2 separate regions of the Bos taurus genome follow, and region 1 is linked to region 2. A link is a contact called in public Hi-C data. All regions are on one chromosome and are shown on one strand. The core of a region is the stretch at or near the end of the contact, and the rest is flanking DNA. Distances in the headings are between cores, read along the strand shown.

Region 1 (6,801 bases), core at 336-2,835, 370 kb after region 2:
CATTTGTATTAACACATTCAATTCTCAGATCCATCTCATACAATGAGTCTTGTTAATATTTTCATTTCAATTATATGAGGAGAAAACTGAGTTTGGCTTTGAAGCAGGCAGCCCAGCTTTGATGATCATGACTTAAACCACTCTGTTGTGACACGTCCCAATTATCTTTAATATTAAATAATTGTAATAACAGCAGAAGTTATAATAATAGTTGCAGCTGTAACCACAGTAACCACACACACACACACACACACAGTCTCTTAGACATTAAATGAGATAGCATATAAATCACCATGAAATCCTCCCAGCAGAGACTAGTCCATTAAAGGCCTTCCTAAACAACCGCTCTCTAAGCTCCCCCGCCCTTTACTACCCACAGAAGTTCAAGCAAAGGTCTCCTAAGATCTCTGTGGTTAAAAGTTCAGGGAGAACATGTTGAGATTGGATGGCTATGCAAACAAATGAAGACAGATCTGTGACTGGAAGAGTCATAGGCAATAAGAAGGTACAGTTTCAAAAAGGTGAACTCCTCTCATGGGTATTCAAGGACCCACTTTGGTCTGGTTCCTCCTAACCAATTGGTATCCTCAAACTTAAGATGCCCTTCCTCAGAATGAAATTCATGTTTTAGATCCAGGAACAGGCTCTGTTATTGAAAGAACGTAAAGGAGCTAACGGTGGGAAGCCGCAGGACATGATTTCAGATATAACTAACCCCATGTAATCCCCACAAGGTCCCAGTGATGGAAGTAAGATCGTCATTTTTAAGATGAGGACACTGGTGGTCAGAAAGATCCCATACCTTACCCATGGTAATACAGAAATAAATGTGCAGCACTGGTATTTGGAGTCATATACATCTCCCCACAAAGCTTATTTATAGCATACATGCTACAAAGGGCCTATGTTTCTGACCAAGGATATAACATTGTTATAAAACTCTAAAAGAAAATGGCCTTAGAAACACTAGGAACTTTAAATTTGAAGTCTCTTGCTTAGTATGACTGCTTTTATAGGACATGGTTTCCTAAAATCTGAAGTCAGAATTCCCTTAAATGTTGTGCATTATTAGATGAAATGGATGCTTTTCCGCCAGGTGTGGTGACAATGGCCCAAAGTGTACTTTCTAGGATCCAGCCATTTGCAAAGCTGAAAGGAAAGGGCAGGGGACAGAGGGTAGACACAGCAACTGGCGATAAGGGAAAGTTTGAGCAGGAGAGAAACACCTCTGAAGATTTAGCTCAGTCAGTTATTTGGAGGAAGAGCAGTTAAATGGATGAGGGTGGGGAGTGGTTATGGTTGCTATTGGGAGAAGGAACAAGCAAGGACTTCCAGGTTTGGATTTCACTGTTTTCCCCTAGAGATTACCAAAAATGGTATCAGGAACAAGACCTAAGTCTAATAACAGAAACAGGACCAGAGGCCAAATACCCAAACCAGAGATCAATGCAGGAACAGGGTTATCAGAAAAGGTAACTTGACGCAGAATCCCAGGAAATGCCAAACAAGGACTCTTATCTGTATGTGGCGATAGCTGTGTAGGATTTTGCCAAATGCTGAGATCATAAAGGGTGCAAGAGGCAAAGAACAGCATGTACCAAAACACAAAGGGTGGATCGGTGTGGCATTTCAGGGGAATAGTAAATGTTCTATTAGGTCTGGGATTAGAAGAAGTCATACTTATTAGGGGCAAATGATAGAGGGACTTGAATGTTAAAGATCCTGGAGTTTACTGTAGGGAATCAACAAGTCTGGGTGATGCCAGCTGGTAGATGATAGAGAAGAAGACACAAGATCCGTGGTGGATACTTTAAAAAAAAAAAAAGGATTGTGCATTGACTACAGCCAAGGGGTGACACACAAAATAATAAAGAAATGATTGAAAATATTTAAGTTAGAAAGAGATCTTGGGGACTCCCTGTGTAATTCCTTATTTTGCAGTTGGGAAGACAAGTCTATGAGTGGGACCTCACAGTGATTCATAATAAACTGATAACCAATTCTCTTTCTAGTCCATTATACTTTGCAATTGCAAGGTTAAAAATTCTATTTAAAAATGCTCCATATTTTGGAATTGTTGGTTATAAAATATGGGGAAAAAAAAGAAAATCAGAAAATTGTGTCCTGGGAGTGGGGCTAAATAATAACTCAAAGTCAATTTTCTGTCTTAAAAAACACAAAGTCCGACTTGACCATGGGTTGTACTTGGCTCTTCTCCCCAACTGCTGCAGGTCAGCCTTTTGTGTATTTAATCCCTTGGTCTGCAAGCCTTTTAACCTGTAAACTGCATAAAACATTGAAAAGTCAGGCAAATAATTGCAAGAGATTTCCTGTTTGACTGACTTAGCCTGGAAATGAAATCTGATCCCAAGAGAGAGCTAGACACTAAATCCAGGGAAATGAAAGATCAATATAAAGATAAATCCAGTTAAGTTACCAGCCACCAGCTGGCATGTTCCCTTTCCCTTAACAGAGGCCTAAATAGAGAAGTAAATAAAATGAACTTCTAATACCTAAGTCTCCCAAGGTGGCAGAGATCCACTGCTTACTTCTGTCTGTCTCATTACACACGGCTGCTGTAAGTGAGACAGAGACACTCATTGTGTACATGGAGCCCAGAGGAGGAAACCATCACCACTGGGGGAACCAGAAGCCTCACCAGGAGACAGATTTGAATTCATCTTTGAAAGATTAGAAGGTACTTTTTCAGACAGACAAAAGACAAGAGGAAGGTTATTTCAACAGAGGACACAATTTATGCACAAACATGAAAGGGACTACTGAGTGGATAGCAAACAGTTCAGGCTGGTGAGAAAATGAAGAGATTGAGGATGTGGAGAAAAGAAAAACATTTCAGGCTTATGAGAGGACATTTAGGTGTGAAAGAACCTGAGTCTCAGGGCAGTGTCAAATAGTTCCAGGTGGGCTGAGCCCAAGGCTACACAAGCAGGCATGTAGAGGCAGACAAGGCTGGAAAGAAGAATGGCCCCAGCCAGGGAGGCTGTGAGTACCTTTATAAAGAAGCTGGCTTTTATTTTTCAGGTAGTAATGGGTGGGGAAGCTAGGACAAACCTAGACAATGTGTTGAAAAGCAGAGACATTGCTCTGCTGACAAAGGCCCATATAGTCAAGGCTATGGTCTTTAGAGTGGCCACGTACAGTTGTGAGAGCTGGACCATACAGGAGGCAGACAGCCAAAGAATTGATGCCTTCAAACTGTGGTCCTGGAGAAGATTCCTGAGAATCCCTTGGACAGCAAGGAGATAAAACCAGTCAGTATTAGGGGAAATCAACCCTGAATATTCACTGGAAGGACTGAAGCTGAAGCTCCAGTATTTTGGTCACCTGAAATGAACAGCTGACTCATTGGAAAAGTCCCCAGTACTGGGAAAGATCGAGAGCAGAAGGAGAAGAGGGTGTCAGAGGATGAGATGGCTGTATGGCATCATCAATGCAATGGACATGAACTTGGGCAAACTTCAGGAGATGGTGAGGGACCGGGAGGCCCGGCATGCTGGAGTCCGTGGGGTCGCAAAGAGCTGGACACAACTGGGAGACTGAACAACAACAACAGGTTGGGGGGTTAGGGGAGAAAAGCACCTGAGCAGAAGGGTGACACCATTAGAGCATATTCTGGGGGAAATGGATTAGAAAATGAGACTGGAAACAGAGTGGTTAAAACATGTGCTAGGTAAGAAATTCAAAGGATGCCAGCGAGGGCCTGATTAGTGATCTAAAGCCAGTTCTACCAAGAACGTTTCCCCAGGTTTTCCATCTGCACCAACATTGCCTTGCTCTCGCACATGACTACTAACATGAGTCCTGGCTACTGGACGTTTAACAGCACTACTAACTGTAGATTTGCTCTCTGCTGTGAACAGCTTGAAGGCAAGGATAGGGTCTGAATAATCTCAGTATCCTGGCACCTAGAAAAGAGCCAGCCCCATGGAGAAGTCTGTTGAGTGAATGCAGGCTGGCATGTCCAAATCAATCAATGGAAATAGGATGCAGCTGTATACACCATCCACCTTGTTCCCTTTCCCATCCCCTCCCATCCTTACCCAGATCCTAACACTGGCTGAGTACATAGGGCATAATTGTTTCTTCCTTATTAATTACCTTTAAGGACCACTTGCTTAACCACTCAAGGAATGTGGGGGCAAATATAACCAGTTCACTGGTGACTGGAAGGATGTCCTATTTCCTCTGACCAGGACATCCTGAATGTAACTCACGCTATTCCTCAGGTCTACCCTGCTTCTACCTATACCCCGCAGAGCTGAGTCCTGGTATTGAAAGGAGTGATTAAAGAACAGACACAGTTGGGTCCTTAAGGCCTCATGTACCTGGCTCAAGACCACAGGGATAGGATCCTTCCAAATAAGTAACTGTCTTTTCCCATCTATTATCCATCTGTACTGGATGGCACAAGAACATCACAAAGTAGGTTGGTTTTACTGTCCCCATGTGACAGATGAGGGACCCAAAGCCTAAAATGATTAACTCAGTGGTTATCAACCTTGATTGCTGTGGACAATCAACTAGGCAGCTGTTCAGTGATTCCACGACCAAGCCCCAGGCCAGGCTGCTCCAATAGAGCTTCTGGGATAAGACTCAGGTATCACAGTTCAAGGTAACTTGGCTGGTGAGTAAAAAATTTAGGACTGGAACTCAGCCTCCCCCAACCTCAGTGCCATTTCCAGGGCTCCATTGGAAGTAAGTAAAATTCTGTAGGAGCTCTAAGTCTGATGAGGAGCTGAGTAAGAGACAGAGAGGATGATAAATGGAAAAAATAGACATCAGTCTTTCCGTTTTTTATGCTCTTGCTTTTTATCTCAAATCACAGGATTGATCTGTGACTTCTATGGGACATCAACTGTTTAGGTTCCTCAGGTCCGTCCTACTCAGAACACAGCACAGCCGCTTTCCTGCCAAGCAAGAACTTCCGGGCACAAAGGCCTTGCCTCTGCCTTCTCTTGGGGGCAAAGCAAAGGGCAGCTTTGGCAGCTTTATGGGCTGCTTCTCAGGTTGCTCATGCAGCCGCCTGACTGATGGCCTGCCACCCTGCACTGCTGGGGCCATGTCCCCAGTTCCACCAAAGGAGCTCACTCAGGCATGTGTTTTGGCTCCTTTTTATGGGAAGATCTGCGTTAGCCATGAATCACAGAGTATCCATGCTGAAAAACAACCTTAAAGTTCATTTTGTCCCCGCCTCAACTGTCATCACTCCCTGGACACTTTTCTGATGGGAAAATGGAGGTTTATTTGATAATGAAGTATTAATAATCACAAAATTCAATATAGTAAAATATTTCAATACCAAGAAATGACTATAATATGGATGTTTACTTTGCATCAACTACATGCCAGAGACTACTTCACACACATTATCTTAAATAATTTTAAGGGCCACTGCATTGCACAAATCCAGGGGTCATCTTTAGTTTCATAGAGTATATATGATACATGCCAGGATGTGCACTGATTCCCTAGAATACTGCTATACATAATTTGTGTGGCCATACCTGGTAGCCTCATAAGCCTAATGTCAACCTTAAAATGAAGCTATCATTTCTGTAGTGGTTCAGGTTACCAAAGAGCCCTCTTCCTTATGGAGCACAAAGATTACCAGTTAAACGGGAAACAAACATCACTTTTTAAAATTTATGTAATCATCTTCTGTATCTGGTAGCTTTTGTTATATAACAGATCACCCCAAAACTTATGAGCTTAAAATGATAACCATTTGTTACTGCTCAGAAAGCTACAGGTCCACTCAGCAGTCCTGCTGATCTGGGCTGGGCTGGGCTGATCTTGGTTGAGCTCACTGATCTATATGCATAATTTTTTTTTTATATGCATCATTTGATAGGGCAACCAGAGGATGGCCAGTCTGTGATGTCCTTGATGGGGCTGGTTCAGATGACTGAGACCTCTCTCCGTTGGTTTCTTTTCATTCAAAAAGTCAGCCTGGTTGCACATGGAGGTCACAAGGTTTCAAAAGAACAAAGAGAAGCAGGTAACATCTCTTAAGGCCGAGGCTCAGACCTCTCCAATCACTTCTGTTTCTTTGCTTTGGCCAAAGCAACTCGAAAAGCCAATCCAGATGACAGAGATAAAGAAACTGACTCCACATCTCAAAGGGAGAAGAAACAAAATCCTGTGACCTGTAACTCAAAATTACTGTCAAGGGTTAACAGTTGAAAGGACTTAGGTTTCCATCTGAAAGCAATATGACATACACTCTTCCTGTGATACACCCAGTTATACAGGGAGAATCTAGAACAGGCAATAGAAAATGGGAATTGTTAGCAAGTGGTCAGAGTTTTCCTTCCATTGGCACTGAGCATATTAGATCTGCTTTTCAGAGAGAAGTGTGTAATAGAGTGGAAAAAGAGTGAGTCAGTCTCCCTGAGAGGAGTGTAGAAGGGACAGTCTCTCCTCTACAGGTCAAGGTGGAAAGTGGAAAGAAGAGAAGATCCCTTCTTCATCAACAATCTCCAGTTCTCTGAGCCTCCATTTCCTTGTCTAGATTTGAAGTTACAGGGCCCAAAACACTTAGAATAAAAGACTACACGTGTTGCCCAGATTTTAATATCAAGGCCAGCTAGGACCAGCTGTGCTTGATGCCTATCCTTAATAGCTAAGAGCCCTTTGCTGAGAGCGCCAAACAAGGCTCTCAATTGTATGAGCTGATGTTTTGGTCCAAGCACCCTTCTAAGCTCCTTCACAGAAAATAGGACCTAAAATCTTCACCACTCCAAATGACAGCATTATTCTTCTCATACTGCATGAAAAACA
Region 2 (6,170 bases), core at 736-3,235:
TGTGACCTTTGGTGAAGGACATAACCATCCCACGGTGGTGCAGCAGGGAACTTTCTGATGTCACCTATTCAGGTCAACCTTCCAGGGCACAGTAGAAAAGGAAGGAGTATGAGTCTATGGAGACTAGCCAGCATGTCCCCTAACTTTTTATAAAGCCATCCATGCTGACTTGATTGAGGCAAGTAGAAAACTATTATTCCCTGACATCATTCTACCCTCATCCCAGCTCTTGGTACTTACCATCCATTTCAGTGCATGTGTCAGTGTCAGATCTATCACCTTTGGAAGGCCTAGAGATGTTCTCCAGAAATTAATGAAAGGGAAACATGTTTACAAGTCAGTTGCCTTCATTCTTCACCTAGTAGGGTTTTGGTATTAGCATTTCTGCTGTTCTAAATCTCAGAGGTTATGATGTGGTGGTAACCTCAAGCATCTTTTTCCCAGTTCTTCCAACCCTTTTGAGGTGATCATGGCCTTTCTGATCCCCTTTTGCCAGTTCCCTGGATAGCTGAGCTAGACTTAGGAGTTGGAGGAGGAGTCCTTTCCTGTGTTCAAAAAAGGGACAATCCCTGTGTGTGTTCCTCCTCCATCCCCAAGGGTCTCGTTTCTGGCAAGATTCCTGGATTTTCCTAAGGTTATGTAGCATCTGATATAGTGATCTGGATAAAATAGGTACTGAGTAAACATTTTTACATAGCAGAATAGGAAGTAGCAAAGCCAGGTTTGTCTGAGTCCAATGCTGCTTTCCTTTTCTCCCATAGGATGTTGCATTTGAGGCAATTTTCTGTGAACCCTGTTAGAGGGCATCAGAGAAGCTCCCTCCATGGTAGCAGAGTGTTCTAAACTGTGCCTCAGCAGGTCAGATCAGCCTGGATCAGTAAGGTGGTTTGTAAAACAAGGTTTGTATGAGGAGACCCAAATGGGTGGTGCTCAGCACCTGGGAGAGAACAAAGGGGTTCTGTGGGTGCTTATGTCCTTTGATTCATATGTGTGGCATTCCTCCAAGATGCCACAAACCATAGTAGGCACTTCACAGATGCAGACCTTCAGAATTCTCCCAAGAACCATGCAATGTAACTGATCAGACCCTTACTTGACAGGTGAGGAAAGCAAGCACCAGAAAGTAAGAATCATTTACGTAGTCAACATCAGAGTTGGAATTCTGACTCAGATTCCTCTGAGTTGAAAGCCCATTCTCTATCGCACGTCACGATGCTGTGGGTTACCCAATTAGCCTAGTCCCTTGGGGTGGAATGCCCTAACCTTTCTAGAGAAAGCTAGTAGTCATCATGTATTAACTTCCTTAATACATCCTTATAATTATTGTTTGAATCTGCAGAGAAGAGTTTATAGGACCTGAATCTGCCTCAGAAGGGGATCAGGTGCCCTCTTGGATGCTGTGGGTTTCGCCACTGGGACAGATCTCTTCTGTAGCAGGCACTAAACCAGCCCTCTCGACCTCTTAGCTGGAGGCACAGTAGATGCCCTTGGTGCTACTCCCTCCCGCATCCATTCCCTGCCTCTATGTCTCTTGTATTGTTAAGTACACCTTGGCAGAGGCCCACCCACCCCCAGATGCCAGTTGTGCAATTCTTCATTCCTGGAAGCACAGAATACCGCCCTGTTCAGCTTGCCAGACTGTAAGTTCCAGGGCTTAAGCTTCAGTTCCCTGGCTGGTAGGTGACTTAATAATACATCTTTTATGGGCCATCTTTATTCTTCTGTTTTTCTCCATTTACCTACTAATGTTGTCTGCATGACCCAAATAAACTACTTGTATGTGAATCCTCATCTCAGGGTTTGCCTCTGGGAGAGTCAAAACTAAGAGACTAAGAGTCGTGGTTTTGGTTTTGACCCTTGTTCTATGAGGGTGTGTCTAAACTTCCCTCAGAGCAGCATAATTGCTTTGTTCTAGGGTCACATTCACATGGCATGAAAAACAGCAACAATCTGTAACAAACAGCGTAACTTCCCTATAGTGTCCCTGCCCAGGGACCTTCAGACCCATAACAAAACAGTGTGGGCTAGGTTCTTTCAGCCATGTGATCCTGGTTCTTTGGTATTGCCCAATCTGGCTTGGGAGACATTTCCACACATTCATCATGAATGTTCTTGCTTTCTCTTCTGCTGTTATTCATCTAATACCTTCCTAAAGACCCCCACTTCGTTTCGAAAAATCCACACTTCTCAGCCTTAAAGCCGTTTTGTTGTTGCTGACACTAGTCCATTGCTCAGACCCTAATGCCTCATTTTTTCTTGTTATGTAGGAGATTTTCTTACAATGCTGGAAGATGCCCTAGGAGATAAAAAGCTCAAAAGGATCTAGTTTCTATTAAAAACAAGTCTATAGGATTAGAAGCTTCTTAATGCACAATTATGAAATGTATATCACCAAATGTAGTCACCCATATCTTCTTTCTTATTCCTCCTTTCCAGTTATTACTCTGCTTAATGTTTCCACAGGGAAGAGCAGCTTCTGAATCTTTAAGGAAACTCTCAGTTGATGTGTCTGAAGTATAATCATGATACCATCCCACATGTCTACATCTCTTTGAGGGATATATCACATCCTATAAACCAGCTCTGCAAAGCCTCATTAATGACACAGAGCATTGGAGGATATTAAAAGGGACCCTGCCTGGCAGATAGAACAAAGTATCTGTCGGCCATGGTGACTCATGGTATATCCATCCAAGCTAGAGGGGTGTTTCAGAGGTCACTAAAGTGAGCACACTAACACTTAAACCCATAAAGTTGATAAAATAGTGGATAACAATGCAAAATCTCATATGCTAGGAGGACTTCAAGGTTAGGGACTGGGCTTGAGTCCTAGCAGTGGTTCTTCAACTATTAAGAGTTGAAATATGCTCCATGAATGTTCTACAACATTGTAGAAATTTCAGAAAGAGAAACAAGACAGCAACATCCAGTCTAATATCATAGCTTCCTTATCTTTATTTTGATAATAACACATCTTATTATGCTTGTAAACTCACAGGAGACATTGAATAATATTTACCTAATTTTTCTTAGGGAAAAAACCTAATAATGTATGATAAACCTGAATTCAGTTTAAATTTTATTTGTTCATCCTGTGCCTCACACTAGAGATGTGTTTCTCAAAGTCATTTTAATCTTAATTAGCTTAGTATTCTCAGCACCTAGCACAAGAATTTCTATGTAGTAGACACTAACTAAATGCAGCCTTTGTTGAATGAATGTTGAAAAAGAAACCATTTGTGACCTCAGCACTTAACACAATGATCTAGTGTGCAAACATTTTTTGAGTAGCTGAATTAAGTATACAAAATATTGCACAACTCAGAGATCTGACTACAAAACATAGTAAGATTGAGTCTTCATGTTACATAGATAAGAGTGGGTCTAACTACAACAAAGGGAGGGAAGTAGAATTTTAACTTGGGGAGGAATCGGGTAGACTACACACAATTACAGCTACTAAAAGCAAAACCTGGGCATGGGGATTCTTTTCTCCTCAGTCCTCAAATGCTACTCCCCCAATCACTGATTTCAAATTCTTCTCAGAGTAACCACTAAATGGAAACAGATCATCCTGACTTTGCAAATACGGAAACAGAGAAGTTAAGCAAGTTGGCTCCTATCATTCAGTAAGGCTGAGAACTTGAAATAAGTGTTATCATTTATAATTCCTCTTTCAGACCACCTAGTTTCTTATTCATGTATTATGTTTCCCTAAAGAGTACACACTTGAGAATACTTCCTCTGGAGTGTGCTCCAAGAACGTTTACTAATATCAATACAAACTTCATCTTACGACCTAGGAATAAAAAGGATAATAGGGAAAAAACGTTTCTGAGAGGAGGAGAAGGTAATGTGAGGTAATTGAAAGAGTCAGGAGACTGGGTTTTATTCCCAGTTCTGACACTAACTAAATGTGTGGCCTTGGAGAGAAACTATAAAACCTCTGTGGACCTCAGTTTCCCCATCTTGAAAATAAAGAGGTTGTGGAAGTTAGTCTCTGCAGCATGATATTGTAAGTCTCTATGCGATTCTCCAAGTAAATTAGAGCACATAAAAGTATGAGGTCTTGGGAATACTATCCAAGAGCCATCAAGAGAGAAGGTAAGCCAAGTTCATAAGGCGATTTAATCCTCAGAAGCAAGACCCAGCCAATAGCCAGCCAGGCTATGATTCCCTCTGCTATGTTTTCCTACTTTTGTGCCAACCCCAAAATGCTAAGTCATTGCTTTTGCTAGAAGGATATTTTCTTATTGCATTCTGAGGATTTGAACAAATATTTTCATTTTGAGGAAAGCTTTCAGAACATTTTCAAATTGAAGGTTAGGCTTTTAGGACAAGAGGAGCCGCCAGACTGAAAAATAGAGCTCCCAGGTTTGGACAGACTCTGCACTTGAAGGAGGGGGAATCAGCATTTGTTTGACATGGCCCTTTCTTTCCGCTGAAACTCAAAAGGCTTTCAGCAAAGTCTGTGGGTACTGCGGTTGCCATGGCAGTTCTTTTGGAGGAGCAGACACTGACAAAGCATTTAGCTTCAGCCTCATGACTGGTAACACGCTGAGGCCAACGAGTTGGCCACCTATGTGGAAAACTACAGACCCGCTTCCACCCTCACCCTCCATCTGTAGGCATGCCTGCTCAAAATTCCATTTCTGGGTCCTTCTCCCTTTCATTCAACCAGACAGCTCCTTTACCCCCAACCCCCACCCCCAATGCCAATTGCAGTTCCCCTGGGAAAAGACAGTATGCAAAATATGCTAATCAGTAATACAGTACTGAGTGAGAGGTGTCATATTTAACAGAGCCCTGCATAAAATTGCACCCCCAAAGTGGTTACTCATCTAATTGTCAATTCATCTTCTAAATATCGCTTTATCAGGAATAGAAAATATAAGCTTTATATTAGAGTTTATTCACCTTTTAAAACTAGTATCAGTAGTTACCTACTCCAAAAAGCCTTTCCTAATCCCTAGATTGGAGAGTTTTCCTCTAACCTGTGTGGCACCTGAACTTTGCTTTGTCATTTGCCAAAACATTAAAAATGTGTTTCTGTCTGTCCAGTAGAGAAAGAGCCTCTGTGTGTGCCTCTCACTTCCTTATTTTACAAAAGTGCCACTTTCTCAACAAGAGCACTTTATTTAAAATTTCAATGTATCCTCCACCCCTTTTTTAAAAAAAAAATTCATGTAGCAGGTATGATTTCTAACATATTTAATTGTTCATTTGCTTATTTACTAGGGCTGTTTTTTATTTTGATAGACTGTTATTTGGAGCAGTTTTAGGTTCACAGAAAAATTCAGTGGAAAGTACAGGGATTCCCAGATGCCACACTGCCTCCATTGATGCATGCTAATGCTATGCTAAGTCACTTCAGTTGTGTCCGACTCTGTGTGACCCCATAGACGGCAGCCCACCAGGCTCTGCCATCCCTGGGATTCTCCAGGCAAGAGTACTGGAGTGGGTTGCCATTTCCTTCTCCAATGCATGAAAGAGAAAAGTGAAAGTGAAGTCGCTCAGTCGTGTCCGACTCTTAGCGATCCCATAGACTGCAGCCTACCAGGCTCCTCTGTCCATGGATTTTCCAGGCAAGAGTACTGGAGTGGGGTGCCATTGCCTTCTCCACCATTGATGCATAGATGCCTCCATTTCAGCTTCCCCCACCATAGTGATGCATTTATAATAACTGATGAGCCTGCATCGACACATCATCGTCACTCGAGGTCTATGGTTTACATTAGGGTTCACTCAGTGTTTTACCTTCTCTGCATCTAGACAAATGTATAAAGACGTGTCTCCACCACTATAGTATCATACACAGCATTTTCACGAACGAGGCTCACTTTTATTGTCTGCCTCCCTCTTCAAGCTAGAATGAAGGCTCTACAAATGCAGTCCTTGTTCATTGGTGTGTCTCAAAAGCCTAAAATAGTGCCTGGCATAAAGTAGGCCCTCAAAAATATTTGTTGAATAAATGAATGGGGGAAAATAAAATACCTTAGCATCCTTCAGGTAAAATGGTAGAACCTTATTATCCTGTTGTGGTTAAAACTGTAAGACCAGATTAAGCACAATCGTGGTGGCTTTGTTGTCTTTAATACTCTTGTTTATTCCCATCTATTAAAGCTTGAATCTGGAACAGTTATTTAAACCAGATAATGTTATAGAAAACC

What was found. A called contact is a pair of places that touch in the nucleus more often than the background predicts.
Region 1: a contact with region 2 is called in a Hi-C map of liver, with 4 times the contacts expected there. The contact joins two enhancer-like sites. A contact is called at or near these places in 2 of 11 Hi-C or Micro-C datasets (liver and skeletal muscle).

What each region holds. Positions count from the first base shown.
Region 1 is chr3:90,618,981-90,625,781 of ARS-UCD2.0, forward strand. No RefSeq gene overlaps it. Among named protein-coding and RNA genes, the nearest start is that of USP24, 510 kb to the right of the region's middle. Within about 2 kb of position 1,586, at least 3 of the 102 cell types and tissues checked have an H3K27ac peak or open chromatin away from gene starts, as enhancers often do. A contact at or near this core is called in liver, where this site is marked.
Region 2 is chr3:90,252,451-90,258,620 of ARS-UCD2.0, forward strand. No RefSeq gene overlaps it. Among named protein-coding and RNA genes, the nearest start is that of TRNAW-CCA, 520 kb to the left of the region's middle. Within about 2 kb of position 1,986, at least 5 of the 102 cell types and tissues checked have an H3K27ac peak or open chromatin away from gene starts, as enhancers often do. A contact at or near this core is called in liver, where this site is marked.